2 separate regions of the Pan troglodytes genome follow, and region 2 is linked to region 1. The links are chromatin contacts, called in public Hi-C maps. All regions are on one chromosome and are shown on one strand. The core of a region is the stretch at or near the end of the contact, and the rest is flanking DNA. Distances in the headings are between cores, read along the strand shown.

The links. Hi-C and Micro-C count contacts between places; a contact is called where the count stands out from the background.
Region 2: a contact with region 1 is called in a Hi-C map of stem cell-derived neural progenitor cells, with 4 times the contacts expected there. The contact joins the promoter of SEMA5B here to the promoter of FAM162A in region 1. A contact is called at or near these places in 1 of 7 Hi-C or Micro-C datasets (stem cell-derived neural progenitor cells) and 1 of 1 datasets of contacts at active chromatin or transcription factors (stem cell-derived excitatory neurons).

The regions. Positions count from the first base shown.
Region 1 is chr2:125,655,445-125,662,854 of NHGRI_mPanTro3-v2.0_pri, forward strand. FAM162A (family with sequence similarity 162 member A) reads left to right here and starts at 3,810. Exons shown (of 5, transcript XM_016941747.3): 1 at 3,810-4,143. The coding sequence starts at 4,110. MIX23 (mitochondrial matrix import factor 23) reads right to left here and starts at 3,113. Exons shown (of 6, transcript XR_010155324.1): 1 at 3,020-3,113.
Region 2 is chr2:126,288,789-126,296,198 of NHGRI_mPanTro3-v2.0_pri, forward strand. SEMA5B (semaphorin 5B) reads right to left here and starts at 2,698. Exons shown (of 22, transcript XM_016941758.4): 1 at 2,296-2,698.

The DNA.
Region 1 (7,410 bases), core at 2,560-5,059:
TAACTAAAATACACTGTACTCCAAAGAATGATATGGAACTCCCTTAACCTTTCCTCTCCTCTCCCTTTGCCTGATGGTACCCAGAAGTAATGTCATTGGTACTTGACATCAAAGTCCCTTTTACATGATGCTCTTTTCAGACAGATCTGGTTCCTCAAACTCTATTTTTACATCAAAGCTCCCACGGTGCTTCCCCCAAACCAGAAACACAAACTTGTCTACGACTGCCAGAGTCCTCTAACACCCAGCATCCCCAGGACAGGAATAGAAAGCAGCCCTGTAAGCATAAAAGAAACCATCATTGATGCTAGAAAATAACCTATTTAGTACCTAATTACAATGTGATTCAAAAATCACTTATGTGTCAATGAATATTCCTAATAGAAATACTAATATTTAAACATGCATGTTGAAGTGCTGGGGGGTGGGTATGATGAAAGAGACACGTATGAGGACAATAATAAGAGACATGACAAGAGGCACTTTGGGATTGGATTTTAAAAGGTCTTATATGCCATGTTAAGAAGTTTATATCTAGTCATACGAACCCAAAACTCAAAAGCATAGCTTAGATTATAAAATTCAGAATATAATAGCATATGCCACAGTATTATGGAGATTAGATTGAAGGGGGAATATAGTAGAGAAAAAAAGTGCCAGAAGATAGGAAGGCCTGTTGCAAAGCTAGTTTCAAAAATGATATGGGCCTAAACAAAGCCACTGGCAGTAGTGATGAATCTTCCTAAAGCACCTCTTTGATCATCTCACCCCTCTGCCCAAAAAGGACTCCCTAACTCACACTTGACACACAAGGCTTTCCACAAATCTGGTTGCAATCTTGTGTAATCCCAATGTGCCCCTGTATGAATAATGTGTTCTAGCAATACTGATTTTCTATTTCCCTTAAATACATAAAACTTTTTTGTCTATTATCCTATTGCCTCTGCCTAGAATACCCCTAGTCCCTGCCTGCCTAAGGCCCAACTCTCTAAATTCTTTCAGCATTTTATTCTTTTTTTTTCCCAATATTTTCTACATTTTATAGCCCTACTTAGATTACGTTCCTTGTTTTATACTCCATCCACTGGGTTTCCGCAAGTGCCAGGAGACTAGTAGGTATCTGTTACAGGTTGAATTGTGTGTCCCCAAAATTCATGAATCCCTAATCCCCAACATGACTGTATCTGGAGATAAGGCCTTGAGGTATGTAATAAAGGTTAAACAGAGGTCATAAGGGTGGGCCCTAATCCGATAGAACTGATGTCCCTATAAGAAGAGGAAGAGATAGGCTGGGCGCCATGGCTCACGCCTGTAATCCCAGCATTTCGGAAGGCTGAGAGGGGTGTGGATCACCTGAGGTCTGGAGTTTGGAACCAGCCTGGTCAACATGGTGAAACCCCATCTCTACTAAAAATACAAAAATTAACCGGGCATGGTGGTGGGCACCTGTAATCCCAGCTACTCAGGAGGAGAATCGCTTGAACTCGGGAGGTGGAGGTTGGAGTGAGCCAAGATTGTGCCACTGCACTCCAGCCTGGGGGATAGAGCGAGACTCTGTCTTAAAAAAAAAAATAAAAAAAAAAAAATAAAAAGAGGAGGAAGAGATAGCAGAGATCCTTCTCCTTCCAGGTGCAGGCACAGAGAAGAGATAGTGACATAGAGAAGACATGGTGAGAAAGCAGCCATTTACAAGCCAGGAAGAGAAGCCTTACTATAACTAATTCTGATGGCACTCTTTTTCCCCCCTTAAATCAAACTGTATAGCCTAGAAACTGATGGCAGCTTAATCTTGGACTTCTAGTCTCCAGAACTGTGAAAAAATAAATCTCTATTGTTTAAGCCACCTAGCCTGTGGTATTTTGTTATGGCAGCCCTAGCGGACTAATACAGTATCTAATAAATTCTTGAATGCATGCTAAAATGGGATTCTAGGCACTCGATTTTAAACATTCTTTTCTGGATTTTATTTCAATTTGGAAATAGGATATTTTACAGAAGTACTAAATCTAATTTTTATAATGAAAAAGTAAGAGTTGCAAAAATTTTAAACACTTTAGGCCGGGCGTGGTGACTCACGCCTGTAATCCCAACACTTTGGGAGGACGAGGCAAGAGGATTATTTGGTGAGACACTGTCGCTACAAAATTTCTTTTAAAAAATTACCCGGGCGTGGTGACACGTGCCTGTAGTCCTAGCTACAGGGAGGCTGAGGCAGTATTCAAGAATACCACTACCTTCAAACCGTTCAAAGTACAAAGCTTACTACAGATAGGTCAATTTTTCAGTATCTTGGGTTAGTTAATAATGCAATACATATTTAAGATCATGATTTTGGAATTCAACTTTGTAACTAAACAGAAGCACATTTATGACTGAATTGGAACAGATAACTTTAATGGCAACTTGGTCAAAACCAGATCCCTATTCTTGCATTCAGGTGTTAATAATTAGCCCTAGGTCTCTGATATTTGAACATAAAAAGGCAAAACCTTTAAATATTACATCTTCTCTAATGGGCAATGATACTAGAGCAGGTACTATAATTAATCCTCCCTCCAAGCTTCCATACGTCCTGTCCCACAAAAATAGTAAATTGCACCAAGTATTTGTTTTATCAACTAAATAGCTCTTCTGCACCTTCTTCTCTCCCACAGAAACTCTACTTACAAAAGTAGGAGAGGAATGGCAGAAGCTGGAAACTGAGTTCAGGGAACTGCTACAAGATTGTTACAATCCTTATCCACGCATCCCGAGCTTTACCACAGCAGATTACCCAGAGCTTCCCAGTCAAGGCCGGAGAGCCGCGGAGAGAACTATGACCCCCCTCCTCCCTCCTCCTACAGAGCAACCTCGCTCCCTAAGGCCAAACCCGCGCCCCCCATGACCTCCAATGGCTCGAGAAAAGAGCTTTGAATTGCCCGCTTTTTCCAAAGCTGGTTCATACTCCCTCGCAAAGCAGGGAATAGGGTCTGGGGACAAAAGGAGGCACATGCCTGCCACATGAGGAAAACCCCATCACCTGGAACTCGGCGAACTCCTCACAGTTCACACCGCCACTGGGCGCCGCCATATTGGACAAACACGAGGACCCCGCTGCAGGCCAATCACCGCGGAGCAAAGGTGACCGCGGAGCCGCCTGACAAAAAATATAGTACGAGGGGAATCCTTAGGAAAGCTGAGTGCAAGGCTTGAGTTCAACGTGGTCCGCATCCACCTCGGAACCTGTCACCCTGCTGTCCCAACCCTTTTAACATGTCCTCCTGGAACTGGGCCAGATACATGGATCAGATTGTCAGACCTTGAAGGGACTGTTTACTCCAATCCCATCTTTTCACAAAAGGGAAACAATTTCCTTGTGGTTCCCCTACCAGGTCGTTGAAGGAAATCTAGGCAAGTGAGGCCTTTCTAATACCTCTCACTCCAGTGCCTAACCTCCTCCCCGGACCCTGGAGCAGAGGGGTCTTTGTTAAGAATTTGGGACCACTATGAAACGTCAAGAAAAAACGGCATTTCTGGCAGTGTGGGTGGGTATGAGTAAAGTGTTTAGGATGGAGATGATCAAATGTTTTTAGAAAATAGGTAAATAGAAAACAAATTGAAAACATACATGTTAATTTCTCAGATTAGCCTGAGGGATGCTCCAACAAGAGATAGGGCCACTGAGCAGAGTCCAATTATGTGTTTTCTGATAAAAGCATATGTTCATTGAAAACACTGGAAGAGCGGCATACTGGAATACTGGTTTATCTGGTGTATTTCGGGAGTTTACAGATCACGAAAGTTGCACATTTCCTTTCTATTTCACACAGGTACTCCCATGGGTACATATCCGCTAGGGCAAGGGCCCACGGCGCCACACTCCACAGGACCATCTCCGAGGCTGGCTCAGGATGCGGCGCCAGGGGCACTAGGCTGGCGCCGCGGGTCTCCAGCGCGTGGCGCACGTCCTGCACGCCCCGCACTGGCGCAGGCCTGTACACCGCGTCGCGCACGCCCCGCCCCCCGGCGCCGCCTGCGTCCTTCCCACTCCAACGCTGGGTGACATTGAGCTCACCAGCGCCACCGTCCCCGGCGAAGTTCTGCGCTGGTCGGCGGAGTAGCAAGTGGCCATGGGGAGCCTCAGCGGTCTGCGCCTGGCAGCAGGTGAGACGCCAGTCGGGATATGGGAGGTAGGGGAGCTGGCCCGGCCGCTGCGGGTGGGGGAATCCTGAAGCCTTCCTGGGCCCCGGAGTGGCTCCATTCCATGACGCACTTTCTCGGTTCCTCGGAATCCTACCTACTTAGTAGCCATGCGGGAGGGAACTAGGTGAGCAGCTGCTGATAGGCATTGGAGACTGCCCGTGAATTACCCTCATCTCCATCCACCCAGCTCCCACCAACTTAACTGCCCACGCGCCTACCCTTCTCCCCACCCCCGTCCTCAGCCTCCCCTGAGCTCAGTCTGTAAAGCACCTACTATCCCTAGACCTCCCCTTTACCCATGCATTCAGCTTTCCACCCTAACCTCCCTTATCTATTGCTCTCCTTGAGTCTTCCCTCTTCCCCCTGCTCCTTCCTCTCTGGAGTTTATCCCAGAAAACCTCCAGTCTGAAGTTTCCCCACTCATTAAATGTCTGATTAGGCCAAGGATTTAGGTCTTAGAGATTAATAATAATTGTTTTCTTAAAATGGAGGATACATTACTTTTAAACACTTATACAATTAATTGATTCGAATTTCTTGGAGGAAGTGTGTAATTGAAGGATCTGCAGTTTGTTTTGGTGGTAGACATTTGTGTGATGACTATTTTGGACTTAGGTAATGAAAGCTTAATTCTTTTTTTTTTGGGGAGAACCAGCAGAGCCTTGGCATAGTAGGGGTTGAGAAATCAGAGGGCTTGCATTTTGACTCTTTTCTGGGTACCAGAGATCTTTTGTTCAGTGGCACACACTACATTATTAAAAAGTTGTTAATTAAATTTTTAAAGGAAAAATAGCCCCAAACTTGGCTATTCAAATAATATAAATATATATTGTAAATGTAAATGAAGTAATGCAAAAAAAAAGAGTGAATGTTGCATAGTTTCACAAGTTTGATACGTAACCTTCCCCACCTCAAGATTATCCTTTACACAGCTTATCTGGTGTTCCGGTGGAGAATGGACTGGAAAACATGTCTCAAACTAGAGAGTATTATTATATTTACTTCCTTTAAAAGCAAACACTTCTTCCACTAAAATCCTCAATACTATGATTTCATTGATTTTGTCAGTTTTGTTGAACTAATTCACCTAAAATATCTTCTGTACATCCTATTAACATTATGAAGCTTTTCAACAAGGCAAGTGAAAGGATCATTGCTCTGTAAAAAAGTTAAAATGGACTGCATGAAAAGAACTTTGACATCTTGGAACTACTTTGACATCTTTGAACTAATACTGAGTATATTGTAAGTAGTTCATCTTCTTGCTTTGAGAATATATTTATGCATCTTGCATAAATTTATTTTTGCATCTCTGCAAACTTCTGATGTGTAAAAACTTCACTATTGACCACTTAACCAAAGCAGAATTCCTTGAGTGATTTAAGAACAATTTATTTTACTTCAGATATAAAATTTTTAATAGCACACTAAGGATGTTATATGAGCAGCTCTCTCCATATGATCTTCCACAAATGTCTGATGCTTTGTGAGCAACTCCGCAACAACCTACTGCCTTTCACCCACTTCATAGCTAAATACTTTCATATACATTATTTTGTTGGATGGATTTCCCATAGCAGCCCTCTCAGGTAAGTCTTATTCCTCCCACACTTTATAAATGAAGAAACATAGGTCAGAGATGACTTGTCCAGGATCTCTTTGCCAAAAAATGTTAGAGCCAGGAGAGGGTACCCTTTAATTCTGGAATTTTTGTGCTTTTTGCTGTTGTTCAAGCTGTTCATTCAGGGGCTGTGCGTGTGTGAATTTGTCATGACTAATTGGATCTCATTAATCTGAAATGGAAGAGTCATGAAATGCAGATTTAGTTCTGAAATGAAAGTACACCCTTCATGTGCAAATGGCTTTTCAAGAAAGAAGACTGCTTTAATAAGCAGCCTTAGCCAAAGGAATGAAAGATCAAATAGAAATGTAGGCTGTGTGGTGGCTCACACCTGCTATCCCAGCACTTTGGGAGGCTGATACTGGAGGATTGCTTGAGACCAGGAGTTTGAGACCAGCCTGGCTAACTTAGCAAGACCCTGTCTCTACAAAAAAAACTTTTAAAAATTAGCTGGGCATGGTGGCTCAAACCCATAGTCTCAGCTACTCAGGCTGAGGCAAGAGGATCACTTGAGCCCAGAAGTTTGAGGCTGCATTGAGCTATAATACGATCATGCTACCACATTCCAATCTGGACAACAGAGTGAGACCCTGTCTAAAAAAAAAAAAAGAAAGAAAGAAAAGGAGCATAATCTAGGCATACCTTACTTATCCAGAATATTTGGAATAAGATTCTCTAGGTAAGTGAAATTTCAGATGATCAAAACTTAACCTTATAAATGATGGACCTTTACTTTTGTTTCTGTTGGAAATCTTTGGTATACTCCCTTAGCAAACAATATAGCAAACATAATGTAGGCTTTTATGAGCTCGAATTTGTTGTTTTGTAGGTGTAGTTGTAGATACAGATCAGGGTTGTTAACTTGTGGTACTGGACACCTCCACATTTGAGAGGTCCTGTGAACTTCTCAAATTTTTATGATTGTATACCATTTTTGAGAGAGAGGGTCCATATTTTATATCTGCTACTCAGAGCAGTTCATGCTCTTTAAGTTAAAAAGCACTGATACAGATGATTAGGAACTAAATGGCCATTTACCCACACTACGCTGGGTTTCATAAGGGTAAACACTGGATCTGTTTTGTTTTTACTCAGTCCTTACCACTTATTGGTGTTCAGTTCATAGTAGACAGGCAATACATATTTTTTGGATGAAGGATGCTAGGAAATATCTTGGAACATGCTGCAAATGTAAGGTGAGTTTTCACACCTGTTTTCTCCTGAAAGAATAAAATAGATATAACTTTTAGGATATTGTATCTTTCCACAGAATGATTATTAGTTCAAAGGAATGGAATGACCTTACAAGAATGTTTCTTATTGAAAGAAAGTTTTGCTCCCCTAAACTCTGTTGACTGGTCAGATTTGAAAATGAATTTGTTACCGTCATTGTTACCAATGTAATGGACTATATGGGCTGCCTTCCTTTTAGTTTAACCCACATCTCAGAGCATTAGAGTAGAGAGGTATCTTAGAAGTCAGGTAATTTAGTCCTCTAATTTTTACAGATGAGGAAACTTAAGGGCCAAGAAGGGAATCAGCTTGCCAAGGATCACACAGGTACAGACCTGGGACATAGCCAATATCCCCTGGCTCCCATTCTGATT
Region 2 (7,410 bases), core at 1,448-3,947, 630 kb after region 1:
AGTGGTAAAGGAACTTTTTCCCCTCGCTAGTGGGAAAGGAGGTGCTGGCTGTCCTATCTCAGGGCAGAGTCAATAAGCCCAGCTCTCTGTCCCACCTGAGTCATCGAGTTTTCTTTAACCCTTCCTCTCCTAAACCCTTGGGTCATCAGGCACCTTGCTGCCTGTACAGCCACTGCATGTTCCTCTCCATGTTCTCCCTCCCCAAACACATAGACAAGTGTCTCAGGATCAAACTGGTGAACTTACTAACCTCTCTGGGCATGGGCTCGGCCCTGTACCTCTTTTTATCTACCAGCATTTAGCATGGTGCATCGCACACAGTAGGTGCTTAAACAGTGTTAGATGTCCACGGTGATGATTATGGTCGCTACTGTTGGCTTTGGAGGAGGAAGGCTCTGAGACTGGCTGCTTGGAAAAAGAAAAGGGATGGAAGATCTGCCATTCCTTCCCAAACTGGTGGTGATAGGTGTTGATATGGAGAAAAGAGCTCCCCCTGAAACCCACACTCACCTACACACACCTTTACCAACACAGCAAGCCAGAGGCAGCCCTGCCCCGAGTGGTCTACCCCCACGCCCCAAGGCCCAGAACGGTTCTCACCGCCCCATGAGTGACCAAGTGGCAAGTTCCCCCATCTCTCCTATATTTTATCTCCTTTCCTCCTCCGTTGAAAATCTTGACTTCGGGCAAGGTACTGGCTGTTTCTTTCCAAGCTGCTTTCAAATCTGCCCCCCTTTTCCGTAATCGTGAGGTCCAGTTATAAGGTTCAAGTTCCCCTCTTGCCCCTTCCTCAAGGTCATCTGTCCCGGCTTAGAAAAGGTGAGAGGCCACTGCTGATTGTCAAGAAGAGAACAGGCTTAAAAAGATGAGCTGAAGTGGGGAGGCCGAGGAGCAAGCAGGCAGGGAGGGCTGTGGAGAGAGGCCCCGAGGCCGAAGTGGGTTGGGGTGCCTGAGAAAAGCGGAAGGAGGTCGGATTCACTAGGGGCTGAAGGAAAAAGATGGGGTTAGGGCCAGAGAAGGTAGGATCGTGGTGAGGTCTAGACACAGGCAAGCTTCCAAACCCTCAGTCCCAATTCCGTTGGCCGGGAAGGAGTGCACGCCAGGGTAGCCAGCCTTCCCGGCTCCTGCTGCTCTCACCCCGCCCCTCTGCAGAAAGCCTGGGCAGGATCGCAGGGGTGCGAGCAGAATCCAGCGCTCCTCTCTCCCCATCCAGACTCGCGGCCCACTCCCGCCTGGCGCGGCGGGCAGTCGGAACTACCCAAAGACTGGGCTCGAGGTGGGGGGCGGGGGCGGGGAGGAGGGGGCCAGAACGGCGCTGCAGGTGGTCCTCCTCCTTGTTTAAAGTTTGCGGTGGGCAAAGGAGTCGGCTCCGTTGGGCCGGGTTTTCTCGAGCCTCGCCTTCTTCCTCCGCCGGTCCGGCGACCACTTCCCTCTTGGCTCCCGCCCCGCGCGGGTCCCCATCCCCTCTCCCGTCTGCATCCCTCTCTGTGCCCGAGCGCCCCCCGCTCCCTCCCTCCTCGCTGGATCTCCCGCAGGACGTGAGCGGAAAGTGAATGGGCAGCCCCAACCACAAAGACAAATTACCATGAGAAACATAAATCGGGAAATCGCCGCTCGCGTCCCCGCTTCCAGCTGCCGCACCCCTCTCCACCCTCCCAGCCGGGAGTGCGGGGCCCTGAGCCACTGCCCCTGGAGCCTGGTGGGCAGAGTTCACGCTCCGCAGGCCTGGTCAGGGCAAGAGCGTCCTGGAGGGGGGTCTGGGAAGAATCCGGGCGGCGGCTCCGCAGGCGGCGGCGGTGGAGCGGGGACGTCCCTGAGCGGGAGATTTCACACTCTGGGCGGGCCACGCGTTCCCACGCGCCTCGCCGCCCGCACTCTCCCTCAGTGCTGTTTACTAGCCGGCCCTCTCTGAGCCTCCATCTCCGCACCTCTGTCCCTCCGTCCCTCAGCCTCACTCGTCCGTCTCCTTCTCCAGGCCTGGGTCCCGGGTCCCCATCGCCGCTGCAGCCCACATGCGCCGACCACAGCCCTGGCAGGGCCCAGTGCAACCCGGACCCAGAGCTGGCTGGCGGCGGGAACGCAGCAGCGCTGAGGGCTCTCAAGCCGAGGTGGCAGCGGGAGGCGCGGAAGCCAGGGGACCCCCTGTCCTCCCGCCCGCAGCCTCACCTACCTGGCTTCAACTTGCCAGAGCCCGAACCCCTACCTCTCTACCCCGATACCCACCCGAGTTGCTGAAGTTTGCAAGTTGCAGCCCCAACCCGCGCAGGGGAAGCGCCCGGAGCTCCCGGGACTCACCTCCCAGCGGCGGGTGCAAGTGCCCGGTTCCCCGCGGCTCCCGACTCCCGGGCGGCGCGGAGCGGCGGGAGCGAACCAGATGGGCTGGCGGCCTGTCTGGGAATGGGGCGGCCGCGCAGGAACGGCCTCCAGCTCTCAGCGCTCCGGTGCAGTCCCGACCCGGGCCCGCGCCCGCTGCGCTCGGGCTCCCAGCAGCCGCTGGACGCGCTGCCGACCCGCCCGGCTCGGCGGAGCTGGGCTCTGGCACCAACCCCCGCGCTCCAACTAGCTCCCGACCCGGCGCTCGGAGAGAGCAGGGAGGAGGAGACCGCGGGAGCAGAAGGAGGGAGGGGGCGGTGGGGGAGGAGTTGCAAGCAAAGGGAGAGAATGAGGGGAGCGGGAGCGAAAAAGAGGAGGGGGCTGGAGCAGACCTGCCGCGGCGGGCGCTGCACCCGCCAGCCTCGAGGCGCGCGGAGGAGCGCGAGGGGGCGCCCTGCATCCCGCGGCTGCTCGGCCGACTCCCGCCCCGGGCCTGCCGAGTGTGGTGACCAGCCCGGTGGGCCGAAGCCCCTTCCCCGGCCGGCATTCCGGCGACAAGACCTAGGACTCCGAGCACTTGCCGCCGTTTGCCACATCCCGCCTTGCCGTTCTCGGTCACCCCATCTCGAATGTGACATCCCCGAGGGCCATCGGCGCGGCCTGCCCACCCCAACACTCCGGGCCTGAGGAAGCTCCCCCAAACCCCACTCCGGACTCCCACATTCCCCAGCCCCGTCAGTTCGGAACGATCTTCCTGCCTGTGGATTTGAAGGGGAAGGGACCTCGTGTAAAACGGGGGAGAGCCGTTATAACCTGCAGCGGCAGAGAGGGAGGCTAGGCTGCTGGGCTGGGCTGGAAAGCCAGAACTGGCCGGATTAGGGTTAACCTTGCAAACTGTGCGATACCGAGCGAACCTCTCCAAGCCTCAGTTTCCTCAGCTGTAAACTGGGGTTAGTAATACGCACCCTACAGAATTGTGAAGAACGAGTAGGGGATACGGGGAGTAAAATAACATCAGGAACAGTGGGAGAGCAGCCAAGAGATGAGTGATCCGGGGAGGTGGTGGAGCGTTCTCAGCTGAAGACGGAAGGTTTAGCGCAATCACAAGGAGCGAGGCCGAATTGTTTACAAGTTTAAGTGATCTAGTGTTTCTGATGGCTAGAAGGCGGGAGAGAAAGATGCAAGGGGCAAGCTTCAAATCCTAGCTGCCCGGGCTGCAAGAGGGATGGGAAGGGAGCCCTCTGCTGAACAAAAAATATATTTGAAAATGTAAAAAAAGGTGACCTAAGAACGAGTGAGAAAGACAAAGGATTTGAAAAATTAAAACCAGGAAAGTGTGATTCTAAGAGATAACCAAAGAGAACTATGAAATAAAAATAGATAAGTTGGAGGAAGGAAAATATCAAAAGACTTTCTAGAGTATGCCAAAAATTGGATAATTAGAACAAAGTCTGAGTGAAGCATTTTACATAATAAAATTCTGGGTAAAGGAAAACCCAGATAAAGCAGAAGAATTGAGACACTAAGAGCCCCAGAGAAGCACCTCCTCCCTGCCATCCTCCTACCCCTGGACCATGGCAAGAAGCAGTTTGACAGGATAATGGGAAAGAAAGGGTGGTTCTGAATCCAAGAAGGGAGTTTATGAGACACTGTAAAAAGAGAAACAGTGCAAGATCTCAAAGATAGACTTTCTAGGGCAACGGAAATGCTGAAACTCATAATGTGCAGAATGGAGAGAAACTTGCAAAGGGAAAACACGTTCTGGACACAAAGGCAGAGATGCAGAGAAGAAAAGAAAGGAAACGGGCATGTGTGGGCATACCAGTCTGGTAGCCCATTCATTTAATATTGGGGTAAAAATCAAGTTGGAAGAGGCAGCACGGGATATTGAGTCCAAATCTATCATTTTATCGACAAGGACAATGAGCTCTGGACCATTCTCCCAGAGTCCCAGGCTGAGATAGGGATAGGTCTCCTGATCTCCACCGTGGAACCTTTCCACTGCTATGAGCGTGCCCCCCGCCAACCCCCATTCCCTGCAGAGCCATGGGGAATGTTTTTGTCATCACAAAAAATAGAAGTATGTGCAATATAGAGATACCTTTTAATTAACACAAAAAACCACGAAGCTATTCCATACTGCAGGACCAGGGAATGAACAGGAGAGCTTCCAATTTGTCTGGTTGGGAGAATAGACAAAATGCCTTCTGAGTGGCTCTGTCAGCCACAGCTCTCCCTTGAAAGATAACCAAAATATTCTCCACCCTTCACACATTCTCTCACCTGCCCTCTTGTTTGCTACCATGTTTTGATTGTGTTCATTCTTTTCTTCCCACTATCATGTCAAGGCCTTTCCTGGCTCTCCCTCTCCATGTTATAAAGTGGAGAGGGGGTTTGGGGGCTTGGCACAGGAAGGGAAGAGAGGAGACTCCAGGCTGGGGACACAAAGAGGGAAATTTTCCTTTTCAGGGGAAGCAGGAGCCAGGACAAGGAGGCACCCAAAGAAACAGACCAAGTAGCAGGGCAGCTAGCAACATTGGGCTAATTAATCCTAATTGCATCCTAAAGCATTGTATTGATTAACAGTGATTACTCAAGAGCTCTCAATACAAGAGAGCTTCAGAAGCCCAACCCTCCGGAAGAGACAGTTTCTTTACTGGCCTGGCTTACCACCTGCTCTTTGGCGAACCCAGCCTGGTTAGAATCTCTGAATCATTTACTTGGAACAAAACCTGGAGCATTGATTCCATCACCACAGTATCACAACCAGCTTCTGCCACCTTCCTTAGACCTTTGCAATAACCTATAAGATAATTGCTTCTTTTAGGAGCAATTCTTCTTCTACCAAAACGTTAATTAAGCAGAATGGAAATATAGTAATTAACACAGTGTTATCTCAAGCAAACAAGCTAAAGAGCGGTGAATATAGGGGGTGATGGAGTTTTTAGGATTCACTCTTGACCTAGAAATTCCAAACTTATCTTGAACTAAGGTTGAAAGAGTTTAAGAAATAGATCCAAATTCTCATGCTCAAGAGCAGGAAAGGGTGGAAAAGCTAGGAGCACAACACTGTCTTCTTCCTCCCCCCGAGGGCATTTTCTGGGAGATAAAGCTAAAAAATGAGTGCAGGCTCTCCCAAGAGGCCATCTCTCTCTCTCTCTCTCTCTCTTTCTCTCTCTCTCTCCCCTCTGTGTGTGTGTGTGTGTGTACACATGCTTGTGCATAGCCCAGGCACAAACACAAACCTTGTCTTGCAGCAAAAGGCAAACAGCCAGTCATATACTAATAGGAGACAGAGAATTGAAAATAAAAAGACAGCACGTATAATGTCCAAATTGTTTTCTGCTCCCAGAATTGCCTGCTCATTGTGCCTGGGGATGGCAAAGAAAAAAGAAAATTCCCACCCCAGAAGTCATTGTCAATTTGTGAACCAAAAGCTTGCTCAGGTCAGAGGAACTGAAGTGTCACTGAATGACTGCTTTGCCATTGTCCTGAACTAATGTGAAAGAAGAGATTTTCCTTCCTTCCTTCCTTCCTTCCCATTTAAGTGTCACTCACTATGCTAGGCAGAGAGGTCATAGGAAGAGCTTCACAGGCAGGCAGGGGAGGCAGACGTAATCATAGCAAATGCAAGGGCTGCCACAGGATGGGAGCTCTGCGGGCACATGGAGAGCCAGTTACCAGCTCTACCAAACAGGACAAAGAAGACTTCATTGGAAATGGCCATTCTAGCTGAGAAAGGAAGATAAGGCAGGAATTTGCCAGACAGAGAAGCAGGAGGAGGCAGAGTATTCCAGGCAGAGGAAGTAGCAGGTATAAAAGCACAAGGCTATATAATTAGATTTCTGTTTGAAGAATTACTTGCCCCTGGTTAACAGATTCAGACAGAGCTGAAGCAGTAAATGTGAGCAGGTGTTTCACGTGGTGGAAAGAGCACCGCACCAGCAGTTAGGGCTCCCCAGTCCTAGGATGAGCTGGGCCACTGATGAGCTGAGTGTCCTTGGACAAGCCTCTTAATCTCTCCAACCTCAGCTCCTCCTGGATAAAATGAAAGGGGTTGATCCACTGGTTTGTAAGCTTCTCCTTGCACATGTATTCTATGATTCTGTCTCTACCTGAAGATACTTCTTTAAATCCTGCTCTACATTATGCTCTTTACCGTATTTGCACACTTGTTCCTTTCCTTGTGTATAGCACTTTACAGTTTACAAAACTATTTGCCATATACTATCCCCTTTGACCTTCACAGCCATGTGAGGGAGACAGCTACACGGAAGACCTAGATAAGCTTGTCCAGTCACTGGCTGTAAACCTCTCTGTGCAGATGATGCCCAAGTTTGTATCTGCAGCTCCGACCCCTCTCGCTCTCTCTTAAAATCTGGATGTATAGAACCAACTGCCTGCCCCTCCTCTGCATGCCCATCTAAGAGACATCTCTATCTTAACATACCCAACACTTAACTTCTGATTTGTTTTTCCAAGCCAGCTCCTCCCTCAGTCTTCCCCATCCTAGTAAGTAAAAACTCCATTCTTCCAGTTCCTCAAGGTCAAAAGCTTGAAGTCATTTCATACCCCCCATTCAGACCATCCATAAATCCTGTCATCTCTATCTTTGAAATATTTTCAGAATCTTACCATTTCTCCCCACCTCTTCCACTTGTGTCCTAGTTCAAACCACTCTCTTCTCTCCCCTGGATGTTTGCTCTGCCATTTCTAACCTTTGTACCTACAGTCTGTTCTCCACACGGAAGCTGTCCTAATTCAGATCCTATCACTCCTCTGCTCAAAAACCTTCTATGGCTCCCCAGCTCTCTAGAGAAAAAGCCTTAGCGCCCCACAAGGCCTGTCTGACATTATCTGCTAGCGCTCTCCCTATCCTCACTTCTCTCAGGCTTCCCCAGCCTCTCTGCTATTCTTCACACACCCAAGGCTCTCACCTCAAGGCCTTTGTACTTGATGCTCTCTCTGCCTGGAAAGCTCTTTTGCCAAATGTCCACATAGGTCATTTCCTCACTTCCTTTAATCTCTGCTCAAATATCAATTCATCAGAGATGTATTACCATCTTTTCGAAAATGACAAATACTTGTCATTATCAC